2 separate regions of the Bombyx mori genome follow, and region 2 is linked to region 1. A link is a contact called in public Hi-C data. All regions are on one chromosome and are shown on one strand. Each heading gives the region's core, a stretch centred on a gene start, on an enhancer-like site or on the middle of the called end of the contact. The rest is flanking DNA. Distances are from core to core; before and after follow the strand shown.

Region 1 (7,270 bases), core at 1,805-4,304:
ATTGTTATCTATATCACTTAACAGCCATACGGTATTGCAAACTAAAAAGTACGATAGAACCTTATGTTAGTAAAGAGGTAACTAGTATGATGAACTAGATGAATTATACTGGTGGTAGGACTTCTCTGAGTCCGCACGAGTAGGTACCACCACCCCGCCTATTTCGGCCGTGAAGCAGTAATGCGTTTCGATTCGAAGGGTGGGACAGCCGTTGTAACTATACTGAGACCTTAGAGCTTATATCTCAAGGTGGGTGGCGCATTTACTTTGTAGATGTCTATGGGCTCCAGTAACCACTTAACATCAGGTGGGCTGTGAGCTCGTCCACCCATCTAAGCAATAAAAAATAAAAATAAATATTCTGACATTCTCTGTAACCGAGCGTTAACCAAGCTTGTTGGGCGTAAAATTTGTTTTTGTACAAACGGAATAAATTGACGCAACTGCATCGAATCTGTACTGTGCTCGTTTTCGCAAGGCATTGTCAGTTGGCGGGAGCGCCCCTTCTCCAGACGTCGCGGTCGCGCTGGTCACATGAGCCGAGTCACATGCTTCGCCCGGTGTGGTTGCGGAAGATCACTTTCGCCTACTACTTGACGTGTTTACGAGCCCCCACCAAGCCTGACGTAAAGGGCGCTCGCTTTGTTCGAGACCGTTTCTCTTTGAATTCTATTTACATTTGCAAGAAACATCGATGGCTTTACGCTTACTAACAAAATCAAAAAAACTTACAAAAAATAAACATTAAAAAGACATGTAACTAAATCATGTATTATTTTTTTTAAAGTACCTAATAAACAATTTAATAACACCCGTCAATTCGGATCCTCACAAAAAAATCAACATTCTTAGAACACGATTTGAAAATTGAACAGGAAATTCGTTTAGAACATCTGAATCTCTCAACATAATATAGAATTTATATTGTCGGGAATTCCGTAACAGTAATACGGCTTCACAGGATATGAAACAAATTGATAATATCTTTATGGGATTCCCAAACAGGTATATTCTGTTACAAATAAACATTTAAATAACGAGGCAATTTCTACAAATAAGAACAAAACAAAGACATTTCACGACACGAACAATTGTTATCTGTCTAGTCGTAAACGTGTCTTTGATAATATGATAGCGTATTTAGTACAACACCGCAGACTTAGACTGCACGTGAATATCTTATTTAAAGTTTCAGAATTAAAAGTGTGCAGCTTATTGAATAAACAACTCTGCTTTCAGTAGCGCAGAGGAAAATGAATACGAAGAACTATAATTTTACTGCATTGGAACAATATTTCATTGTCTGTATGCTATCGATGTAAATGGAAGGATTTGATCCGAGCCCTACACCCCAGCAGAGGGTAATAGGAAATAAAGAAGAAAAAGAGTATGCTATCGGCTAAAATATCAGCAATGCGTTTCAAGCCGAAACGCATTGGCTGTTTCACGGTAGAAATAGGCAGGGTGGTGGTACCTGCCCGTGCGGACTCATAAGAGGTCCTACCACCAGTATTTAAGATAGGTAGGAAGATCCACTACGATGATTCGGCAGTAACAACCAAAACCCTTGAAGGTCGAGAACGCACATTTATCTATTGATTAGTAAGAACCTGAACGATCATTAACATCCTCTTGGTATTTTTATTACACAGTTAAATTATTTGTAGTGGATATAATTACAATACCTACGTAAAATTAAAATTCATAATTTCAGTACACATTCTTATCCTCAATTAATAAAGCTAACAAAGGATCTTCGTATTTCGTATCTAATAGATGCAAAAACAAATTCCTAAACGAGTTTCGGTGAATCATTTCATTCTGGCGGATTTCGATTAGGTACCTAGTCATGTGACTTACAAGATCGCTGCAATCGTCCTTAGTGAGTGTTCACAATCATTGAAAACACAAGATTTATTGTTGTTTACCTAAAATATGTAATTTGATGTCCAATCTGTTTATGAATATTACATTCGTTCGTCATTAAACATAATGCAAGACGTTTTTGTTATGTTGAAATAGAAATTTTATATTCAACTTTGAGTTACATTTTACAGCTATCTGTCTGTGGAATAGCTAGTCGCATTGAAAACTTTAAACGGTCTTAGATTACAATTTTACAAAAACAGAAGAGCTAGTACCTACTCGAATCTGATATGTTTCCGTCATATTCCTACAACAACAGTCCCTGGTACTACTAAATTCAACAACACTACGAATTTCCCGAGCGCTAATCATAAGATGCGTAATAAAGAAAAAAATAGAAAATAAATAATGGTAGAAAACTCAATTGTTGAGTTAAGCTCGCCATTTTTTATATCTTACGCAATTATTGTAATATTAACTGTGTGTACAATAAAGAATAAAGAAGAAGAAGAAAAAAATTTCATTAACAAAATAAAAAACTTCGTAATCTTGTATTCTTTATTTATTCGAAGCGATTCTTGTGAACAATGCTTAACCTCACGTCCGCTAGATTACGTAAGCCAAAGACAATTTTATTGGTATCTCGAACCGGTTGGTTTATTTTACGTGCCATTATGCGAATCACATGATTTTCTTGTAGCTGTGTGGGTGTATTCTCGCAAACACACGACATTCGTTAAACAATCTTTACCAATAAACTATTAAATATGTTTTTGTCCTAAAACACACCGCGCTTAATCGTTTTAGTTGTTGCTTAGACGAATTTACGAGGCTGCTAAATTTAATTTTTTAGTAATGTTATGTTGGTATTTTGAAACCGAAACGGTAGGTACTACCTTCGAGTCTCTGGGGTTTCGAGGGCCCCGGAAAGCGCCCCCTGTCGACGCCCACATCGTGGCTAGAGGCATCCGGATAGGGGTTGGGGTGCAGTTGAGGTACCTCGACCTCGTCTTGGACAGCCGGTGGGCTTTTCGTGCTCACTTTGCGGAGCTGATCCCTCGATTGATGAGGACGGCCGGTTCTTTGAGCCGACTGCTCCCGAATGTTGGAGAGCCGGGTCAGGTTGTGCGCCGCCTCTACGAGGGGGTGGTGCGATCGATGGCCCTGTACGGTGCCCCTGTATGGGCTGAGCCGCGCAACCGGGCCGCTATGGCTCGGTTCCTGCGCCGGCCGCAGCACACCGTTGCTATCAGGGTCATCCCTGGATATCGCACCGTCTCCTTCAGGCGGCGTGTGTGTTGGCGGGGACGCCACCATGGGAGCTGGAGGTGGAGTCGCTCGCTGATTATCGGTGGCGCAGCGAGCTTCGTGCTCTGGGAGTGGCGCGTCTCCCCAATAGTGAATTGCGGGCAAGGAAGGCCCATTCTCGGCAGTGGTCGTGGTCGAAGCGGTTGGCCAACCCCACGTGGGGCTTACAGACCGTGGAGGTGGCTTACCCGGTCTTTGATGACTGGATGAATAGTGGCAAAGGACGCCTCACCTTTTGTCTGGTGCAGATGCTGACCAGGCACGGATGCTTCGGGAAGTACCTGCACCGGATAGGAGCTGAGCCGACGACGAGGTGTCACCATTGTAGATACGACCTGGACACGGCGGAGCATACGCTCGCTGTCTGCCCCGCTTGGGAGGTGCAGCGCCGTGTTCTGGTCGCAAAGATGGGACCGGACTGGTCGCTGTCTGGCGTAGTGGCATCGGTGCTTGGCGGCGACGAGTCCTGAAAGGCTACGCTTCTGCGAGATGGTGCACTCGCAGAAGGAGGCGGCGGGGCGAGTGAGGCAAAGCTCTCCTCACTACGTAGAAATCCGCCGAGCACGGGGTCGGGACTGGACTTCCGTCCGTGACCCGACCCCGATCAGACTTAAAAAAATAATATCACAATTTGTACCTACATCTTTTTACCCTTAAAACCATAAAATGAATATTTGTTCAAATGACTTTTGATTATGACGAATCAACCTTCTATAGGGATGGTACTCGTAGGCTAGTGACGATAAAATATAGTAGGAAATTGAAAATGACAAAATAACTACGCTCTAGACTACAGACGAATGTCGAGTAAGTGATGCGAGTAACTAAAGAGTGTCCTGTCCATATCCGTATCTGATTATTAGCTGGTCAGACTTTAGTCCGATATTGTTTTTTTATTACTTAGATGAGTGGACGAGCTCACAGCCCACCTGGTGTTAAGTGGTTACTGAGCCCATAGATATCTACAACGTAGATGCGCCATCCACCTTGAGATATAAGTTCTAAGGTCTCAAGTATAGTTACAACGGTTGCCCCACCCTTCAAACCGAAACGCATTACTGCTTCACGGCAGAAATAGGCGGGGTGGTGGTACCTACCCGCGCGGACTCACAAGAGCTTCTACCACCAGTATTGTGTTTCTATTGCACGAACTCTACAGTTCATTATGCACTTTGTCCTAAGATATTCCACGAGTACATAGACATCATCAAATGTATGAAGTCATGTTGGAACATTATAAGAGACAGTATAGCAGATGTGCTAACCATAACGCAACATTGTAAGACGACAGAAATATGCAAGATGGTAACGAGCCGCTCGTGCAAACTTCCAACAGTATTATACGCGTCATTCCCAATTAATTGATAAATGATTACCTATATAAATATTTTTTGCTTCAGGATGTTGTGAGTCAATTAAAAACAAACATCTTAAAATCATATCGTTCATCACGTTTGATTACACGAGATTGTTTATGCATATATGTATTTACATTTTAATTTGAAAATTTCGAACGTTTGCTAAATTCCCTGGTAACAAGGGGCCAAGCTATTTCTTGGATCCGGTTCAACGACCCGAACAAAAAGAATTTAGTTAAAAAAAACCTTGTCGTAAGTTCGTCGTGGAACGAATATTTATTTATAGAGAAAAATTGCAGTTTCGAAGTTCGTTCGATTTGATTTGAATTATATTTACTCATTGTTACAAACACAAATAGACCTGCTTAACGTATTAGACCAGCCTTTCCCAAAGTAGGCGATAACGCCCCCTTGTGGGCGCTACAGGCCTAAAAGGGGGCCTTAACAGACCCAGAAAAAAATGGGAGCATTGTGTAGAAGCTTGAGAGGTGATTTGTAATTTCATCTAGGAGGACTCTTACACACCGACTAAGCCCTCGCTATAGTGGTTTTTAAGTAGGTGAAAAAATGGGGGCGCTAAAAAATAATTTATTCTCAAAGTGGGCAGTAGACAAAATAAGTTTGGGAGCCCCTGTATTAGATCAAAGTCTCAATTGCATTGTACTATAATTCGATCATACAACTCGTATATCACTATATGCCATATCTCCTTTATTGTATAAATGAGTGAACGAACTTACATTCCAAGGTATGTACAATGGTTATCAAAGTCTATAGAAATCCCCTTAATTTAGACATAAGACCAATGTCTCAGTTGTATTGTATAAGAGCGTTTGTACCCTTAAAATCCGAATGCATTATTGCTTCGCAGCAGAAATAGGCAAGACGGTGCTTACTCGTGTACTTACTCGTGTCTTTATTGGTGGTAGAACCTCTTGTGAGTCCGCCCGGGTAGGTACCACCACCTTGCCTATTTCTGCCGTGAAGCAGCAATGCGTTTCAGTTTGAAGGGTAGGGCGGCCGTTGTAATTATACTGAGAACTTAGAACTTATATCTCAAGGTGGGTGGTGGTATTTACGTTGTAGATGTCTATGGGCTCCCAAATTATAGCGCAAAAAGTTCTACTATTCGTTTTCAGAACAGAAGAACATGTTTTTTTCTAAATCAGGTTATAAAAAGTCTAGATGCCAGCAGCGGTTTAATTGCGCCCCTGAAATTTCTGGCTTTCATGAGCGTCGATGATAATGAGTTGTACCGTAGGTTCATTTTTTATATTGATAAAGCACGTCTTCAGTACCTCATGCAGATTAAATATTCTGAGAATCCTCGATTCCATTTACCGCAGCAACCTCCGTTGGCGTCCGTTGTTTTTCCAAGTAACAATTCAAATATTCGTCATGTCATTATTAAGCTCTAGGTCGGTACTAAGCCTTGATCAAAACTTTACGGCACGTACTAAAAGTTAATTCAAGAATATAATTGTAGGATTACAGAAACATTTAACGTAGCCGCAGAAGGTTTAACGCGTGTAGTATCAACTGAACATTATTTGATTATAGTGTTGTCAGACTATTCAAATACAATAGAGTGTTTTGTTTTATTATGTTTTCATAATTTCCTCCTTTATCAGCACTAGTCTCTTGTTTGTGGGATATCTCAATGATTTATATAAATTTCCCCTTATCACAAAATCTGGTTCTAAATGAACGATTATAAATAGACTTATAAAAAATAACAACATATTTTTTACCAGCAAATGCATGTTAATTCTATTGAATCATTAGTATCCGTTCTATTTTTATAGAGGAGAAACGATGCGATGAAATCGGGAGGATTTTCAAGTACTCACATCTCATATCGGACGGCTTACATTTTAGTTTTGGCTGCAAGACACTTTGGATATGACTCTATTAAAATTGTGTAAACTTTAAGGCGACATCTAGCAACACTAACCGTAGGGTAACAATAATGTTACGCGGTCACGAGCAGATCTCACGCGCATCCTTGGCTTCAGTTAACGATTGTCCCTTCTCTGCCTCGTAGGTTGCCGACCCTGACTCAGCTGGGAATACTACTTACTTAGTGCTTATCAATATTTATATAAACCATCAAAACCAGTAATGCAAACTTTGGAATGTGACATCGTTAATTAATATTAAAATGCAGATCGCACTGGAGCCAAAGGTTTATTAAATTTTTAATTTGCATAGATGAGTGAATAAGCTCACAACGTACCACCACCTACCTTGAGGCTTGAGGTATATATCACAATTCTATTGTTATTACGCAATTTTTTTTTTTTTGCGGGGTCGATTTTTATTACACGATGTTATTCCTTCGTCACTAGGATATGGAAAGACTGCAATGTATCCCGCAAAACCAAAGTGAGGCTGGTACGTACATTGGTCTTCTCAGTTTTTCTCTATGGCGCCAAATCCTGGACGATAAGATGAAGTGAGAGGGCAAAGATCGACGCTTTTGAAATGTGTTGTTGGAGACGGATGTTGCGAATTCCATGAACAACACGCCGGACCAAACTATCTATTCTGAAGGATCTCGATATTGCCACAAGGCTGTCCGCTATCTGCTTCTTACGTATTCTCACGTACTTCGGCTACATCGCTCGTAGAGGCCCCGATAACTTAGAGAAGCTGATGGTAGTTGGTCAGGTTGACGGGAGAAGATCACGCGGACGCTCACCTACCGGTTGGTCTGATCAGGTAAAGACGTTCACCGG
Region 2 (7,270 bases), core at 1,877-4,376, 44 kb before region 1:
CGTCGTAAGATTGACGCACTGGAAATGTGGTGTTGGAGACGTCTCCTCAGAATTCCGTGGACCGCGCACCGTACCAACATTTCGATCCTGTAAGAGCTCAAAATCAAGGAGAGACTATCGTCAACATTCCAATTACGAATCCTCAAGTTCTTCGGGCACATCACTCGTAATGAGGACTCCATTGAGCGGTTGGTGGTGCAAGGGAAAGTCGAGGGCAAAAGATCTCGCGGACGATCTCCAACACGATGGACCGACCTCATAAAATCTGTGACTCACTCCAACATAAAAGTTTGCTCTCACTCTGTGAAACATCGTGCCACATGGCGTCGCATCGCGAGAGCATCGGTATCGCAGGATCCGACTGATGCATGACCGCGACCACTCTGTCAAGAGTGTACGAATAGGAAGAATAACATGAAGATAAAGTTTATAAGATTTTCTTTGAACTTAAGTGCGAATGCACTAAGACATAGTGGATTGATAATATTCTTTGGTATGGTAATGTTATAACTCAATGCGATTTACGGAGCTTAGACATAATTTTTGCCTGCCTATAGTATGTGGTAACGTCGAGGGGTTACACTGGCCTTGTCGAACGTGTAGGTAAGCTCACGCAGTTCAGCCTGGGAGACTGCGAACAACTGCCCTAACCTGAGCAGTGTGTAGCGATAGCCATCATACAACACAAGATATTTGACAGATGCCTGAATCTCGCTTACGACATTTTCAAGATAAGCTTACTATAAGCTCTACTGGTGGTAGGACCTCTTGTGAGTCCGCGCGGGTGGGTACCACCACCCTGCCTATTTCTGCCGTGAAGCAGTAATGCGTTTCGGTTTGAAGGGTGGGGCAGCCGTTGTAACTATACTTGAGACCTTAGAACTTTTATCTCAAGGTCGGTGGCGCATTTACGTTGTGGATGTCTATGGGCTCCAGTAACCACTTAACACCAGGTGGGCTGTGAGCTCGTCCAACCATCTAAGCAATAAAAAAAAAAAAAACTTGCATATATACAAGCTCCGAACAACAACATACGTCGTTCTGATATCGAGTCGAGGGAACGCGCTCTCGCCCCTGTCACATAACAGCCGGAGTTCCGCAAGGCTCCGCCCTCTCCCCGTTACTGTTCAGTTTGTATATCAACGATATACCCCTGTCTCCGGAGACACCCATCTGGCGCCCTTCGCCGATGACACGGCTATCTACTACTCGTCCTTATTATATCGGCGACTCCAGACCGTGCCTGTTCAAGGTCGCAGGAATCCGCGAAATCAGGCACTGGTTGTACTCAAGCACTTTTTATACTATGAATGACGGTGAACCCTAAGCGTCGGTCAGTGTGCTTAGCTGCATTTGTAAGTAATGAAAAATAATCGAACAGCGCAGACTGATCGTTGTGTTGGACCTTGAGAGAGACCTCTCTTTCGTTTTTATAATGATAGATTGAAATTGTTCTCAGAAATGATATAAAAAGAACGCGTTCGCGTTAAAATTGGTAATAGATTTTTTTTTTAAGTATGCATACATTTTCGGATTGATAACATTTTGTAACAAGTATAATGAATAAAATTTACAACGTACCAACTTCAATTAAGAATTTCAAAAAGTGTTTGTATTGAACGAACAAAGTGGAATATTACCTTTTCACGCCTCATAATTTAATGTTCAATACAAAAAATATTCGCAGCTGAAAAATGTTATCGAGTGGGGAATGGGTATTTGGTTTAAGCGACATTTCACTTAATACGCGATATTTATGTTTGTAATTAAAGGTGCGTTTTATTTGGTATTAGCATCGAAAGTACGATGTTTTTAGTTGAACTTCAGTTTTTTTTTTGGTCAGGAGGAAACACTTAAAGGGCCAGGGCTTGGGCGAGATCCGCCTCCTTGGCCCCCGCTCGACGGCGGCGGGATTGTGCGTCTCTCACGCGCCCCGCCGCCTCCTTCTTCGAGATGATGCACTCCCAGAAGTCGAACATCGCCTTCCACGACTCGTCGTCGTCGAGGGTCGATGCCACAACACTCGGCAACGACAAGTCGTTTCCTATTTTTGCGACGAGGACACGGCGCCACCCCTCCCATGCGGGGCAGGCGGCGAGCGTATGCTCTGCCGTGTCCAAGTCGCAACCACAATGTGGCACTCTGCCGTCGGCTCGGTTGTGATCCGGTGCAGGAACTTGCCGAAACAACCATGCCCAGTGAGCACCTGCGTGAGCCGGAAAGTGAGACGTCCTCTGTCACGATTCACCCAGTCCACAAGGACCGGGCGAATCGCCTCAACGGTCCTACGACCAGCCGAAAGATCAGCCAGGTGTTTGGACCATGACTCCAGCATGGACCGCCGAGATTAGGCCCTCCGCGCTCTGACCACACTGGGGCTGGGACGCGCCACGCCCCGGGCACGAAGGACAGCCCACCACTGACAGTCAGCAGCGAGCGCCTCCGCTTCCAGAACCCAAGGCGACGTCCCAGCCAGGAACTTTAGTTAAGCTTATTAGGAAAATCATAAACATTTTATATATAATTGTTTCTGTTGTGGCAACAAGTCCTTGTAGTTGTACAAAATATCTGATCGTACTTAGCATGTGTGTTGTATTGTGTACCAAGAGAAATAAAAAGCCTTCTTTCTAAATCAAATTTTATCGAAGCTAACCAACCACACAAGATGCAGTCCACTGTCCGAAACAACTCCATTGAAATAGCTGAAAATGTTTCTTTGTTACGATATTTTTTCCAAATTTTAAAGTTTAAATGGCTGTAAGGCTTCAAAAATGACACTTAAACCAAATAGCCTTTTACCCCATCGATATGTTAATTTTTTGTTTCAATTTCCGCATTAAAAATGAACCAATTGCAGAGGCAATTGTTTGTTTTTTCGCCTTTTTTATTATTGTTGTTCGGCAGCTCTGCCGTTAAAAACATCCACCGAAAATACGATTTCGGTTAGATCTTTGACCTTCTGATAAACTTTAGATTATCGCGATATTTGAGAGAATTAATTTCACAACATTTTATCACTAACTCATATATTATTACATCAACATTTAACCAATCTTTATATCGGGAGGTCGCAATCGCATTCGACATTCGCTTTAGGTCGGCAATTAAGATAACAGTATAGTAATTAATTGTGAAAAATACTATACAAATCAAAACTGTGTGCTTTTACGACCGACTTCATGAGAACGAATAGTGTACAGTTATGGAGGATAGAAGTAAGGAGGAATCTCAGTGTATTAAAAAGTGTCCGCCGAAACGGATCCTACGAAGGTGGCGCCATAGTAGCAAGTGGAAAGATTAAAAAATAGCGCCATAAACTATTAGAGTAAGATACTAAATTAAGAAGGAAAGAAACACTTCCCAAGTAAATGGTTAATATTATAATACATATTATTAACATTTAAAATTACAAATTTACAATTAATTAAGTACAATCTACAACAAATTTACAATTAATACACAGATATCTGCAGCTGAAAAATAATGATATTCATTAGGGGGCGTCCATTAATTACGTGAGGTGTTGAGGGGGGTTGAGGAAGTCAGGAGGGGGAAAGCTAAATCTTTCCAAATCTCACTTAAATGGAAGGGGGAGTCTTAGCTAATATCACGTAAAAAATCTTTCAGAAAACCGTGTAAAATTGCGTGAAAATTTATATCTAGAATAATAATGGCCAAATCTGACATAATAGTGCTTGTCGTATTCGTCCGAACCCCACAGATCAGCAAAGTATCGCTCGATCGTCTAAGCACTATCGACCAGCTGTATCGACATGTGTTCGACAAACGTCGTTATTTAATTTTATGATTGTGATTTTATATTACAGTAATATTCACAAATACTAATCTTTTCTAGTCTTCAATAAAAGTAATAGAACAAGTTATGTTTTTTTTTCTCAATAATCCAACATGCCTACAGGCAAAACATAAATTTTGAAGAAGAAGAATTTTTGAAAAGAATGAATATGGAGAAAGCAGGTGCGGAGGGAGAGAATTGAGGAAAATCTTACGAAAATTCATCGAGAGGGGGGGGGAAAATTCATCGAAAAATTTACAAAAATGCCTCACGTGATTAATGTACGTGCCCCCTTATTTGTGATATATTGAATTTTGTGGCGTCCGTTTCAAATCTAAGTTGTTTTGTATTACGGGAACTGATGGCAATTTGCTACTCCGAGGTGTTCGTGTGGTGTACTAAGTTTTAGAGAGCACTAATCCGTAGTAGCAGGAGAGCCTGTATGAGCTACGACCTTTGAACCCTAAGTCATGGTGACCTTTATGTTAGTATTTATACGGTGAAATTGTGATTTTTTTTTTCAGAGAAGGCCTTCCCTCGTTCAAGCTACCGCCGTTCAGCACGGAATACGGCGGCAAAAATGTCACCTTCATAGAAATGTGCTCCGATCTCGGTTCTTCCATAGTTTTAGTTCCTATCATAGCGGTATTGGGCAATGTGGCTATTGCTAAAGCTTTTGGTGAGTCAACAACTATATTAAGTTATTTTTTATATCGATAACAAGCTAATTTATGTCGCATCTAATGCAAAGTTAAAGAAACTTAATAAAAATTGATAGTTAGTACCGCTGCTAATTCTCGTATCATCGAACTACAGTGAGTCGCAGGTCCTTGTGCCTTTGTTAATTATAGGTAAAACGTGGATGAAGCTTCCGCTATTGCACGTATTTCCATGAAGTAATTTACATTGAAATTAGCGTAAAATACATATCGACGCTTGAAAGGCAAACGTGACTAAGCGACAATAACTGCTTTGTACATAAATGATAGGCAATAACCATATTCGATGCGCAAAAAATATATATTTCTAGGTATATTAAAATCATTTCAATCCTACAGCTACTAGCTAGATTCTACTGTAGTAGCTGTAGCTAGATTCGTTAAAATAAATTTAGTTTTTGGTTTTTCAACTTTAAATTAGTCTACTGTAAAGTTCACGCATTGTCGCTTAGTCACGTTTGACTTTCAAGCGTCGATTTTATTTAAGAAATCGTATATTTAAGAAATCGTACATTCGAGAACTTTTGTTTTAGAAAAAAATAATCTCAGAGGATAAGAGCAGATCCGAGACAAGCACTTCGAGTCACATTGAATACATTCCCAATGATCGAAGCCTATAGTAGTCCGTATCATTAATGTATTTTCCTATCGAATTCTTCATATTAGTTAAGCAAATACCATACATCGTGTTCGTGATCTGAACGATAACAAGCTTCTAAAGCTAGTTTGGTGTTCGGGATTGGTAGTGATTATTTTTTTCTGACATCACACTCACGTGAAGTACTCGTTGGCGATTATTCACAGTTGACAGACTGTTAACAATGTATCAACATTGGATATGCCTACCAACTAAACATACAAGTAGGCAGACTGTCCCTGAAGCCGTAACCGGAACGAAATAATTGTCGATTTAATTAATATCACATTGACACGCAATGTAACGCAAAATAGGTGGCAGTCGCCAGTATTCCCCCCAGATCGGTAATTTTACACTTCAGTTTTTTTTTAATTGCAATTACGTAGTATGTAATTAGTAAACTAATGCTTTTCGAATTTTTTTGAGAGGTATCATTCTAGAAATCGCCGGTCTACTTTTTCGGTAATATTTACAATACCCCTTTTATGTAACTATCATTTGATTGGTGAGCGCACTGAGTTTCTTGCCGGATCTGCTCAGTGGGTCGCGTTTCCGATCCGGTGCTAGATTTTGGGAAGCACTGCTCTTGCTAGGGTTAGTGTTAGCAACGTCGAGATCAGCCATCAGGCTTAGGTAGGAAAAAAGAAATTGACGGATGCGAAAACATTAATTGGATTTCTTGGATGTATCGCGATGTGTCAAGTGATTCTTCTGAATTATACGTGCAACAATAGTTGCTTTTTATGCTTTTAGTATCAAGATACAAAATCGCTGGACTAAATACATATGGTTGAACTCTATGGTTGAATTATCATTATTTAATTTTATCCCAAAAACAATTTCATATTAGTCATCTAAATTTTTTCATTTTTACTTCCCATTTCAAATATTGTTATTCAAGATTCCGCTCAAAGGACTAGAATCCAGGTCACTATGTAACTATGTAATATGTTCCAGCAAGCGGAGACTCGATAGACGCGACCCAAGAACTGATAACCATATCGTTTGCGAATATTTTTGGTTCGTTTGTTGGCGCAATGCCGATAACGGGTTCGTTTTCGAGAAGTGCTGTGAACCACGCCAGCGGTGTAGCAACACAGTTCGGGAGTATATACACAGGTTCGTCTAAACTTGGTCACCCTCATAACACCGTCAATAATAATAAATGTCATCAATGTCACACGTTCGGATGTTTAATGCCAACTCAAACTACACAAGTGTTTTTTGAATTATTATTTTTTGCTTGGATGGGTGGACGAACTCACAGCTCACCTGGTGTTAAGTGGTTACTGGAGCCCATAGACATCTACAACGTAATTGCGCCACCCACCTTGTGATGTTAGTTCTAAGGTCTCCGTATAGTTAGTACGGCTGTCCCACCCTTCAAGCCGAAACGCATTGCTGCTTCACGGCAGAAACAGGCAGGGTGGTGGTACCTACCCGCGCCTAGATACAATACAACTAAGATTTCAACCTCATCTCGTGATGTTCATTCCGCTTACCACTTAACGTCAGGTAGACACGCAGACCGTTCACATATTTATGCGAATAAAATACTATACTATAACGTTCATTTCCTTTTTAATATAATAGATTCGTATAAAATATAATAACACATTTAAATAATAATACAATTTCGTGAACGAATTGTTTGTAATGTCTGGTTTATACCATTCTTCAATTTCAATAGTCATGCTTCGTCAAATTATTTGCTTTTAAAGTAAAAGCAAGTGTTTATTTTTTTCATTTTATGTATTTTAAATACTTCCTGCTTTACTTTTGACAATTGACTTCCACGGTGAAGGAATAACATCGTGTAATAAAAATCAAACCCGCAAAATTATAATTTGCGTAATTACTGGTGGTAGGACCATTTGTGAGTACGCACGGGTAGGTATCACCGCCCCACCTATTTCTGCCGTTAAGCAGTAATGCGTTTCGGTTTGAAGGGTGGGGCAGCGTTGTAACTATACTGAGACCTTAGAACTTATATCTCAAGGTGTGTGGCGCATTTACGTTGTAGATGTGTAAGGGTTCCAGTAACCACTTAACACTAGGTGGGCTGTGAGCTCGTCAAAACATCTAGGCAATAAAATTTTTTTTTATTATGCTCCAATT

The links. Hi-C and Micro-C count contacts between places; a contact is called where the count stands out from the background.
Region 2: a Hi-C map of whole pupa shows a contact between it and region 1, with 4 times the contacts expected there. The contact joins two enhancer-like sites. A contact is called at or near these places in 2 of 7 Hi-C or Micro-C datasets (middle silk gland and whole pupa).

Annotation. Positions count from the first base shown.
Region 1 is chr17:9,405,100-9,412,369 of ASM3026992v2, reverse strand. The region is part of intron 1 of LOC101743051 (zinc finger protein hangover); the gene reads right to left. Among protein-coding and RNA genes, the nearest start is that of LOC101742755, 19 kb to the right of the region's middle. Within about 2 kb of position 3,054, at least 1 of the 8 cell types and tissues checked has open chromatin away from gene starts, as enhancers often do.
Region 2 is chr17:9,449,152-9,456,421 of ASM3026992v2, reverse strand. It overlaps LOC101738233 (sodium-independent sulfate anion transporter), which reads left to right. Exons shown (of 13, transcript XM_004932418.5): 7 at 4,321-4,475; 8 at 6,110-6,271. Among protein-coding and RNA genes, the nearest start is that of LOC134200455, 28 kb to the left of the region's middle. Within about 2 kb of position 3,126, at least 1 of the 8 cell types and tissues checked has open chromatin away from gene starts, as enhancers often do.